Linked DNA regions of Mus musculus: regions 2 and 3 are each linked to region 1. The links are chromatin contacts, called in public promoter capture Hi-C maps. All regions are on one chromosome and are shown on one strand. Each heading gives the region's core, a stretch centred on a gene start, on an enhancer-like site or on the middle of the called end of the contact. The rest is flanking DNA. Distances are from core to core; before and after follow the strand shown. Region 1 holds the start of Idh2 (isocitrate dehydrogenase 2 (NADP+), mitochondrial). Region 2 holds the start of Tm6sf1 (transmembrane 6 superfamily member 1). Region 3 holds the start of 3110040N11Rik (RIKEN cDNA 3110040N11 gene).

The links. Promoter capture Hi-C pulls out the DNA fragments that hold promoters and counts their contacts.
Region 2: a promoter capture Hi-C map of pre-B cells shows a contact between it and region 1, with 3 times the contacts expected there. The contact joins the promoter of Tm6sf1 here to the promoter of Idh2 in region 1. A contact is called at or near these places in 2 of 39 promoter capture datasets (the C10 cell line and pre-B cells).
Region 3: a contact with region 1 is called in a promoter capture Hi-C map of liver, with 2.8 times the contacts expected there. The contact joins the promoter of 3110040N11Rik here to the promoter of Idh2 in region 1. A contact is called at or near these places in 2 of 39 promoter capture datasets (cranial neural crest and liver).

The regions. Positions count from the first base shown.
Region 1 is chr7:80,113,577-80,116,978 of GRCm38.p6, reverse strand. It overlaps Idh2 (isocitrate dehydrogenase 2 (NADP+), mitochondrial), which reads left to right and starts at 1,629. Exons shown (of 11, transcript NM_173011.2): 1 at 1,629-1,817. The coding sequence starts at 1,703.
Region 2 is chr7:81,857,233-81,860,634 of GRCm38.p6, reverse strand. It overlaps Tm6sf1 (transmembrane 6 superfamily member 1), which reads right to left and starts at 1,634. Exons shown (of 10, transcript NM_145375.4): 1 at 1,095-1,634. The coding sequence starts at 1,186.
Region 3 is chr7:81,787,804-81,791,205 of GRCm38.p6, reverse strand. It overlaps 3110040N11Rik (RIKEN cDNA 3110040N11 gene), which reads left to right and starts at 1,751. Exons shown (of 5, transcript NM_026077.4): 1 at 1,751-1,851; 2 at 2,630-2,756. The coding sequence starts at 1,822.

The sequences.
Region 1 (3,402 bases), core at 380-2,879:
AAGAAAAGGAAGAAGAAAGTGACCTTGTCTCAACTGGTTCTAACTGATGCTGCACTTAGAAGGTTTGCCTGGGATGGTTCTAGAAACATGAAGACTTCTGCCTTGGTCCGCCCGCAGACACTGAGGCTGGGTAGTGACTTGGCAGAACTCTGAGACGGAGTCTGCTATGTAGAAGCCCCTTGTGCTTCAGCAGCAATCACAGAGGCAGTGCAGGTAGCTGACCTTCATCCATACTCTAACTGGTCTAGAAAGATGCATAGGAAGTCTGTTCTCCGACCTTGCACGTGTGGATCCTGGAGTCCAGGGGTCTGGTATTTCCAGGATGGCATGAAAGCCCAAGTCAACAACCTCTGTGGTCTTTACCGGTGTTTACACAAGAGAACTGGGAATCTCGTAGAAGGGCTCTCAGACTGTTCTGGAACATGCTGCCCCAGGCCAGACTTTCCTATTCCTTTCCTCAGTCCCTGGAGGGACCCAGATGTCTCTCCTTTGCATATACTCTCTGTACTGGATCCCAGAACCAAATCTGTGACTCGGATGGATTGAGACTCCAGGAGGGAAGCTTTGATGTTGGCAGTTCAAGGCCACTTTCCTGGCATAGCTCCACCTGACAACACTGTGAAGCTGGGTTGGGAAGCTGGGAGCACAGGGCAGAAAGGTTGCTCTCATCTGGAGTGAGTTGGTGTGACTGGGAGAGCTGGGGTGGATTTGTGATATTTGATACACAAAACCCAGACTTCAGTGACCCCTACTTCAAGAAAATGAACAGTGATGGATTTAGCTTGTATGTTTCTGTTTGTTTCCCCACGCAAACAGGTAAACTAGGAGCTGTTGGGCTGGGTTGTGGATGGACCTTTGCCTAGGATATAGGAGACATGGGCTTTCCTTCAGGGCTACATAACTACTAGCATAGAATATAATTAACTTGGGCAGTGGTTGTACTATTGAAGGATGAACATACCTCAAACCTTTACACACAAATGTCACAGAAGTCTCCTGGCAGGCACTCTTATGTCCAGAAGAGACAGAGTCGGCCATGATGAAGGACTTTGGGGCTAGGAGTTTGGCCTAGTCAGGAGCAGAAGGAGGATTTCCAGCCGCCCCCCCCCCCGCCCCGCCCCGCAGCGTCTCATATAGCCCAGGCTGGTCTAGAACTTGGTATGTAGCCTAACTTCTCATCCTCTTGCCTCCACCGTACTTGGCATTTCAACTCTCGATCCTGGTTAGTCCACCCAACTGGACGCTACCTGGGGGAGACCCAAGTTGCCATGGTCTAGGTTCAAGACGGCAAAGCTTGTCATTGTCTTGATGAAAGCGCCTCAGGTCCGTCGGTCAGCTAAACGCAAAGGACGCAGGGGACTAAGGCGACGTGTCTGCAGCTGACATTCTAACGGAAGCGGGGAGTCTTGCAGCCGTGAGCCCCCGCGGCCCGATGGGTCTCCCCGGTACCTGATGCTTTGAGGATATATGGAGGCTCCCAGAAAGCGCGGGCTCAGCACTGGGGCCGCCTGAGCTCTGGAACAGGCCCAAGGGTGTCGAGCAGGCTCCTGCCCTGGCGTGGACCCGCCTTCTCCCGGGTGAGACCCAATGGGGCGGCAGGTTCTGCAGCTCCGCCCCGGTTGGGTCCCAGCCACCAGGGCCAGCCTAGAGTCCCCACCGCACAGCCCGGTGCAGCGGCGTGCTCGGACCTCGCGTGCTCGGGATGGCCGGCTACCTGCGGGCTGTGAGCTCGCTCTGCAGAGCCTCGGGCTCAGCGCGGACCTGGGCACCGGCAGCACTGACTGTCCCCAGCTGGCCGGAGCAGCCGCGGCGCCACTGTGAGTGTCGCACCGGGGGGCGGGCTCGCGTGCAGCGCTGCGACGTGGCGACGTCCCGGGAGGGGGACCCTGGAGTGCCACTCGCGACACGCCGGCGGTCGGGGAACAGCGGCGTGCGGGTTACAAAGGGCCGGGAGGTGGCCTTACACCGAGCTCCCGCGCCCCGCGCGCCTGGGCCGCTGCAGGCGCAGGGGTGGGGACCCAGGGGATAGTGGCAGCTGGTGGCCTGGGGCGGGATTGCTGGGTCCTATCAGGGCTGGGGTTCTCCAGGTATTCCGGGGGAGCATTTCCAGAGGTACCTGGACCCAGGGTGGGGTATCATGACTGCCTTGGGCCTTTGGAGGGGACAAGCGACCAAGAGGGGCTGGAGCGGCCTGCTGCAGCCCTAGGCAGAGGAGGGTCACCTCGCGCTCCCGGCTCAGACAAAGGCGAGGAGGAGAGGCCTCCACTTCCCCTTCTCTCCAATCCCTGCGTACTCTGGTCCCTCCTCTCCAACAGGCCCACGTCAGCTATTTTTGGAACCTTTACTCGACAGCTGGAGGAATGTCCTTCCATTTTTCCCGCTTTTGTTTCTCTGCCACTCCCCCACCCTTCGCTGCGCAGGACGCTCAGTCTGGGCCCTCTCCTGGCCCCTTGCTGGGCCAACCACGAGCTGCTGCATGTGAGTGGGTCCTGCCTGGCATACAAGCTGTGGAGACCTGGCACTGCACGCATATTGTCATTTTTCTGCAGTCAGTCGTTCCCATGAGATCTCTGCGTTGCCTTCAGCTTACTTCTTAGACGTGAAGGCGCAACTCCGGACAAAATAATCAGGGTTTTAGAGTCTCCATTACTAACAGATTGCCCAACCTGGCATGTGGGCATCTTTCATACCCTTGCTACTCAGCGCCTTGCTACAAAAGGCACGGAACAATGTAGAGCACTTGGTGGCCTCTTTTGATGCCTGTTGCCACGGAAATTCTATCCTGACCTGGCTCAAAACCCCTTGGGGTTAGCCAGAGGAATGAGGAAGAGGGGGTGGGTTTGGCTATGGGGTTTGTTCTGGCTAGAGTGGTAATCGTTAACTCACCGTGGGAGCAGCTGACCGAAGCTGGGGGCCAGGAGGAGGGAGAGGGCGGGGCCCTTGACACTCCCCTTTGCCAAGGAGAAAGGGACATACATGTTTTTGTGTTCTTGGGATCTGCCTCTAACCTCTGAAGCCCCATCAAGTGCCTCAGGCCTTCAAGACCCACATATGGCAGCTTTGCAGCAAAATATGGTAGAAGTTAAAGGCACTCAGTGGTTTTCCTCTTTTTCATCTTTTCTCTCTTTTGAGGAGTCTGGTAAAATGGTAATACCAAAACTAACTAACTAACTAACTAACTAACTAACTAACTAACTAACAAAACTACCTTAAGAAACTGCACTAACAAGAAAATAAGGCTACTTTGGGATCCTGAATTTGGATACTCATTTTGTTTATTTATTTTGGTTTTTTGAGGCCAGGGTCTCCATTTTGTCCTGGCTGTCCTGGAACTCGCTGTGCAGACCAGACTGGTCCAAGCTCCGAGATCCACTTGTTTCTGCCTCCCAAGTGCTCGGATTA
Region 2 (3,402 bases), core at 385-2,884, 1.7 Mb before region 1:
TTAATGCATGACTCCTCAGCAAGGACATGGCCTGTTCAGCGAGGGCTCCAAGCACAGAGGTGTTCAATGAATGGTATTACTTTAGGAGCCTAGGTCCCTGTGCTCTGTTGACAGGCACAAAACATCTGACTGCTCGGAGCTGCTGCTTCAGGAGATGCACCAAAGGCCAAGCACAGGGGCAGCCTGTGTCTAAGGGAGCGTCGCAGTGCTCACTCATGCCGTCTGGATGAGGTGACCTCAGCAGTGAGAGAAAACCATTGACTGTGTGCATACTCCGCTAGCAGTCTGGAGGTCTGGCACGGGCTGCAGGGTATAGATTGATGCAATTTCCTTAGCACCAACTGCTATGAAAAGCACAGCCAGTTACTTCCTCCTCCAGCAGCCCACAATCAACTTCAGCAGGGCCACCGCTGGCGCCTTTCCACTGACCACCCAGGCCTTCGGCTGCCCATGGGGGCTCGTCAGTCAGTGATCCCTTTAGAGAAGTGAAAGCCAAGACTGGGACCCAGAGCCCTTACAGAATTCGTCGGTTCCTTAGCATTAAACTGATCACTGAACCTTTGCTCCTGGCCAGCATCGAACCTCTATCCCTTTCACAGCGCCCTTGCACAAAGTTCCCACAAGATCCTTGAGGTGCAAAGACAGACCAGAACACTAAAGCCAGGTCACCCTGTTAGTAGCAAAGGCTCAGAAAACCATGGTTATTTCTGTTAGCCGCTCACAACAGTTTCTAAAATTATAAAATGGTAAGTATGTGAAAGTCCATACAAGGAAAGCGTTCCTTTCAAATAAGGCGGTTCGTGCCTTCCGTGTTGCTCTGCACCCCTCTAGTGTCTGAGAGCCTCGGAGGCAGGGGCATTTCGGTATTGACCTTGGTAATATCAGCTACCCACCCAGTACTGGCAAAGAGCAGGCGCCCAGCTCTCAGACCTTGAACTGCCCTAGCCCAGTTTGAGGACCTAGGGCCGGGTGACCCTGGTGCCTCCCTCATGCTGCGGGCGTGGCGTTTCTGGAAGCTACCCAGTCCCAAAGCCGCGGTCCCAAACCCGCGGAAAAGTTGCGGGCTCTTGTCTACCCCGCGCGCGCTCACTCACTCGTGCTGGGCCGCCAGGTGGTTGAAGATGTAGGTGACCGGGATGGCTGAGAGGGACAGCACAAAAACCCCCGTGGCCGCAGAGGCACTCATTGCCACCTCCGGGTCGCTCTTCTTTCACCGCATCGCGCCGGGGGTCCCCTGGCTCAGCTTCCGGCGGCGCCGCGCCCCTCGCCGCTGCCCTTCCAGGCGGCCCCCGGCCGCGTCTCCTCTGCGCGTCCCCGTCGCCCGTAGCTGCCCGGCGCGCACAGAGAGAGGCACCACCCGGGTGCTCTAGGGCCGCTGTACGATCCCCAGAGGCGTCCCCACCAGGCTCCTGCTAACGAACGCAAGGGCTCAGCAGCCACCGCGAGGAGACAAGCGCCCCAGGACGCTTGCTTTAATGGGAAAAGGAAGGGCCCGGCGAAGGACGCGGGTCACAGATGGGAGCTGGGCATCCTCGAGCTGGAACGGAGCTGGGCTGAGCCAAGGGCCAGCAGAGGGTGGAGCCAGATCTGAGGGTGTCAGAGCCCGCAGGCCCGCGAGATCGGCTCAGAGACCTGTGGGGACAGATGCTCCTGGAACAACACTGTGCCGCCCTCCCACCCCACCCCCCGCGCGCACCCCTTCCCTACACACAGCTGCCATCAACGTCCGCAACCAATGTTCCAGTGCCAAGTGGAAATATTTGTTTTCCACCTTGGTTGCTCACTCACCGCCCCTTGACCTTGATCAAGTTACTGAAACATTCTGTATCATTTCTCTGTGAAATGGGAATAACCTGCTCCCTCGTATGATTGTGGAAATCGACCGAGTTAACAAGCGTGGAGTGCTTGCCCTGCACTGCTCAGCACACTGGTCTGTCTCCTGCTCCCTTTCTTTTTTTGTAGCAGAACTGACCCTCAGAGGAATGCCCTGATGTAAGACACTGAGGCAGCGTTCATTCCTTGCCTGGAGTGTTTTTGGAGGCCAGGTTACCACCGGCTAGCCTGGCAGGTCCTGAAGATTAGGGCTCTTCGTGGAATATTCCCAGACGTCTGGGTGTAGAGCATGAGAGTGCCGCCCAAAGAGCTGCTTGAGCAGGGTGTGCTCAGGAAGCCCCCTGGGCCTGAGTCCTGTTGGTATGGCCCCAGGGAAGGGAAAAGAAGTGGGCTCCGGAGCAACAGTGGGGGCAGCAGAGTGCGCGCCTTCCTGTCTTTAGGTCAGAGGCTTACAGGTCATTTGGCTCATTTTCAATGTGAGGAAAATGAACCTGCACCAGGACAGTCGGTTGTTCCAAAGCCAGCTCTCCTACTATCTGCCCTCCCTTTTCTTGAAAACTCAGCCAACAATGGGCACAAAAGGGTAAAGACTGTCCAAACGGCAGCATCTCGCAAAGCTTCTCCCAGAAGTCTCAGTGGGAACCTGGACATCGCTCACGATCTTCCATGATCGCTCCTTGCCTTTACCACCTCCTTCATTCCCCAAAGCGCCTTCTCTCCTCCAGGCCATCTCCTAGGCCAGTTTCCCAGCCAGTCCAACCTCCTCCACATCCCACACCGAGCTGCTTTAGCCGTCTGCGTGTATCCTGAGTCTCTCGGGCTGCTCTGAATCTTTCTTGTCTACCTAGACACTTGCTGCATATCATTTCTATTCCTTCTCATCCATGCTTGGGCTTTTTTAAAATTCAGAATCATATTTATGGAAATAACTTAATAGAGGCTGGGGGTGTAGTTGATCGTGCTTGCTTTGTGTGCACAAATCTTAAGGCTCTGTCCTCGTGCACTTCATGAACTGACTTTGATGGGGGCTCATCTGAAATCCCAGCACTAAGAGATGGAGGCAGAGGGAGTCCCTGGTTCAAGGTCATCCTTAGCTACCCAGCAAGTCTGAGGCCGACCTGGGATATATGAGATTCTGTCTCAACTAACAAAAAGGTACCGGGAAATGCCACAGAGTATGCCACATCCTGAGCTCCGCGTCACCCGCTCCGGATGGAAACTGAGGTGTTGAGGGACAGAGAGGTGATCAGGCTCCTCTCAGAAAACCTCAAGTGCAGGAAGCTACTTCTAAGGTCCGACCTGGTGAGGGAAGCATCTTAAAAGCCTGTGGTATGCACAACTGCTTTCCAGAAAAAGAGGCAGCAAGATCAGTTGGGAAGCCTCTACAATTTATCCTGCCAAGAGATGATAAGACCAGAACCAACCCAATGGCAATGAGAGGGCAGAGGAGACAGACATGAAAGATGCCAGAAAGAATCGGACAAAGTGGGAGGAGACTAGAAAAGAACGTGTTCTGGGTGTGTTGGATTTTCAGTACCCACAGTGTTCCCACTATCCCAAAGGCAATTG
Region 3 (3,402 bases), core at 502-3,001, 1.7 Mb before region 1:
AACCTGTACCTACTATAGGATATCAATAATTTAAATAATTTAAAAAGTATTTTTTAAAAACACTCCTGATCTAGTATCTAGCCAACAATTTAAGATGTACTATTTGCACTTTCAAATGTATTTTAGGTGAACATGAAGTTTTAGGGACACACACTTTGAAAAGGAAGATGTTTACAGAACAGTAATGGAGACTATCAACAGCGCTTACTGCCCTCTTGGTCTGCTCTGCCTTCTTCAGCCTTCTGTCTCTGCTTTTGTCCTCACATTCAGAAGGCCAGAGAGAGAACCACGGCATTTATCCTTCCTACATGCCAAACAAACCCTTAACTCCATTGTCAAATCTAAGATCAAGTCTTAAGAATTTTACATTGGGTTTCTGCCATTTGGATTACAAACCCCTGTTCTTTCCATTGGGGCAAGTGGCTGTGTGACAGATTGACCTGAGGCGGGGTCCTGTCCTTTCTAGCTGGTGATGAGGTACTCTAGAGGTACCTGTGGAGAAGGCTGACGGTTCCTTAGAGGACATTGCTTCCCCCTCCTTTGCCCATCCAGGCACCATCAGAAATACACCAATCCGTGTTCCTCCCCTGATAAAAACTGTCAAGTCTCTAGAGCAGTGGTTCTCAACCTTCCTAATGCTGCAACCTTTTAATACAGTTCCTCATGCTGTGATGACTCCCAACGGTAACATTACTTTTGTTGCTACTTCCTAACTAATTTGGCTACTGTTATGAATCGTAATGTAAATATTTTTAGGGCATCATGATTTCACCTCAAAATTCATCAAATTACTACAGTATAGTTTTGGCTCCACTTTGTGCCTCTATTTGTAATGTATTTCAAAAAAGGTGTGGTGTGGTTTAACACCTGAATCACCTGAGTCTTAGGCTTTAGCCACTTTCTCACAACACACCACTTAACGTGTCATGTGGAAAGGGTGTCTCTGGGAGAGTAAAATGAGACATCCCATTCTGATCCCAACCTTTAGTGGCTGTTTTCAGCACTCACATTCCAGTCTCACCTGTTTGTGAATCTGAATGCTGTCGCCCTTTGACATTTGTCACAGTCTCTGTCCTCCTCCTTAACTCCCCTCTCACTGGCACAGGTCACTGATAATTTGGTTATGTATTCAGGTAGCTCCTTAACTATTCCACTTGGATGTCTCCAATCATTTCAAACTTAATGTACCCTGAAAACTCCCCCTCGGACTGCCACAACTGCTAGCCGTAGACTCGGGCATCTTCAGTTAATCTTTTCCCCATCTCAGATTATTCAGGTCCCAAAGATCCTCAAAATGGTAACAAGCCATCTCCCATTTAGGTAGCAGATCTTCCTACCTCTGGGCATATACCATCTATACATTCTAACCTTATTGGACAAGGCCAGTCCCTAACTTTAGCACTTGCATTGATTTGCCTCTGCTTCAGTTTCACGAACGGTTGTATTCAACTCCACAGTGGATCTCCTCTCCTTGCGCACTGCCCTGTGCGAATTGCCATGGTGCCGCGTTGGGCAGGCGAGCACCGAGGCTGGCTGCTCTTGCCAACCCTAAGGATAGGTGACAATTTTCCCTCTGCTGGCAAAGATGGCTCACCAATGGATCACACCCTGAGGCTGGCAGGTTGCAAAGGAAGGAAAACAGTGCCATCTCGGGGCGAGGTGGCACTCTTAGGTGCCGGCCGACGCGCCTGCCGCTTCCGCCCATGACTTGCGCAGGCGCACAGAACTCTTCCGCCACGCTGGCGCCTGCGTGGTTGGGATGCTGCTGCTTGCTGTAGGTCGGTGTGCTTGGCCTCTGTTAGACTCCTGTGTGGTTCCACAATGCCTAAGAAAGCCGGTGCGACAAGCAAGGCCAGTGGCAAGCCTCGTGTTGTGGAGAGGGTGGGCCACGGGGCTACACTGGCGGGGAACAGACGCAGCGCCTGGAGGGCGGAAGACCTCCCTTCGGGTCCAGGTCTGAGACTTCCTGGGTCGCACATTAGCTCGCCCTAAGGATGAGTAGGCTCCACTGCGCACCCGCTGACCACCGTCTTTGCTCTCTCACTCTGAGGGTTACACTTCCCGGCAGGCTGTGCGTTCTGCCTCCCTATGGTGGCTGATCGCTTCCTTCTGTCAATGAGACTGCACTCCCTCCCCTAATATCCCTTTGTTTTCTGTCGCTGTGATCCCAGCCCCTTGAAGTCAGGGAGTTTGAATCCTTATTCCTCTTCATACCCGCTGTCCGCATACTGCCCTGGAAGTTGTTTTCTGTTAAGTTGTTAGATGGCATTTAAATACCAGTCGTCGTTCTTTCTGCAATGGACTCCTCACCCACTCTTGAGCGTTAGGATGCATTGGCTATAAAGATGACTAATAAATGCCCCTTCTCTTGAGAAATAGAAACGATAAAGTAGACTGTGGGAACAAGTCCTAAGCTAGCCAAGAGATCTTAAGTAGAACACATACCTACACAGAGACAGCCCCACCCCACCCCCCTCTCTGTCTCTGTATGTTGGATCATGAAGGGATGTGGGAGGAGCACGGTGGTGGCTAGTTTCTGCATGTAGGCCCAGTTTAGTGAAGGTGAGGGTAGTGATGGCTCAAAATAACTGAAGTATTTTGTTACCTGTGAAATTGTGTGTCATTTTAGGGTAAAAACCAAACCAAAGAACCAGAGACAGCACCTCCTGCTGCAGGGCCTGTAGCAACTGACCCTAAAGGTTTTGTCACCATAGCCATTCATGCCAAACCTGGCTCCAGACAGAACGCTGTGACAGGTACGTCTGAGCACTGGGTGGGATTTGGATGTGGATAAAGCAGCGTTTTCATCTTATTTTTGCCTTGTTATCTAAAAGCTTATCCTGTAACTGTAAATGGTATTTTTTATGTCTGCGTTTAGAAGCTTCTCCATCTAAACATTCTATAGTCTCATATAGAGGTATTTGAAAGAAAATGTACAATATTTAATACCAAATCAGATGGAATCTGTGTATCTTTTCCTTTTTAAAAATGTGGTATTTTGTAGATGGGCCTGGTCATATATGCCAATAATTCACAAGTACTTAGTTAGGAACTGAGGCAGGAGGTCAGCTAGACTACAACAAGACCCTGTCTCTAAACAATAAAATGTTTAGGAAGGACACATTAGGAAATCTATGTATAGCTTAGACTATTCTTAGTTATTCCTGTTCCAAAGAGTTTATAAAGACACTAATGAGAAGCGATTCTTTGGTTTAGTTTAATGATCATTAACGTAAAGAATGGGAGAACGCCTGAACTCTGAGAACCCTGACTGATTCCTGTGTGAAGTTAAAGTTTGATCTGCATTATCTTAGGAGTTTTTCTTCTCTTTTTCTTTAAAGAATTTATTTATTTATTTATTTAAGTACACTGCAACTGCCTTCACCAGAAGAGGGCATCAGA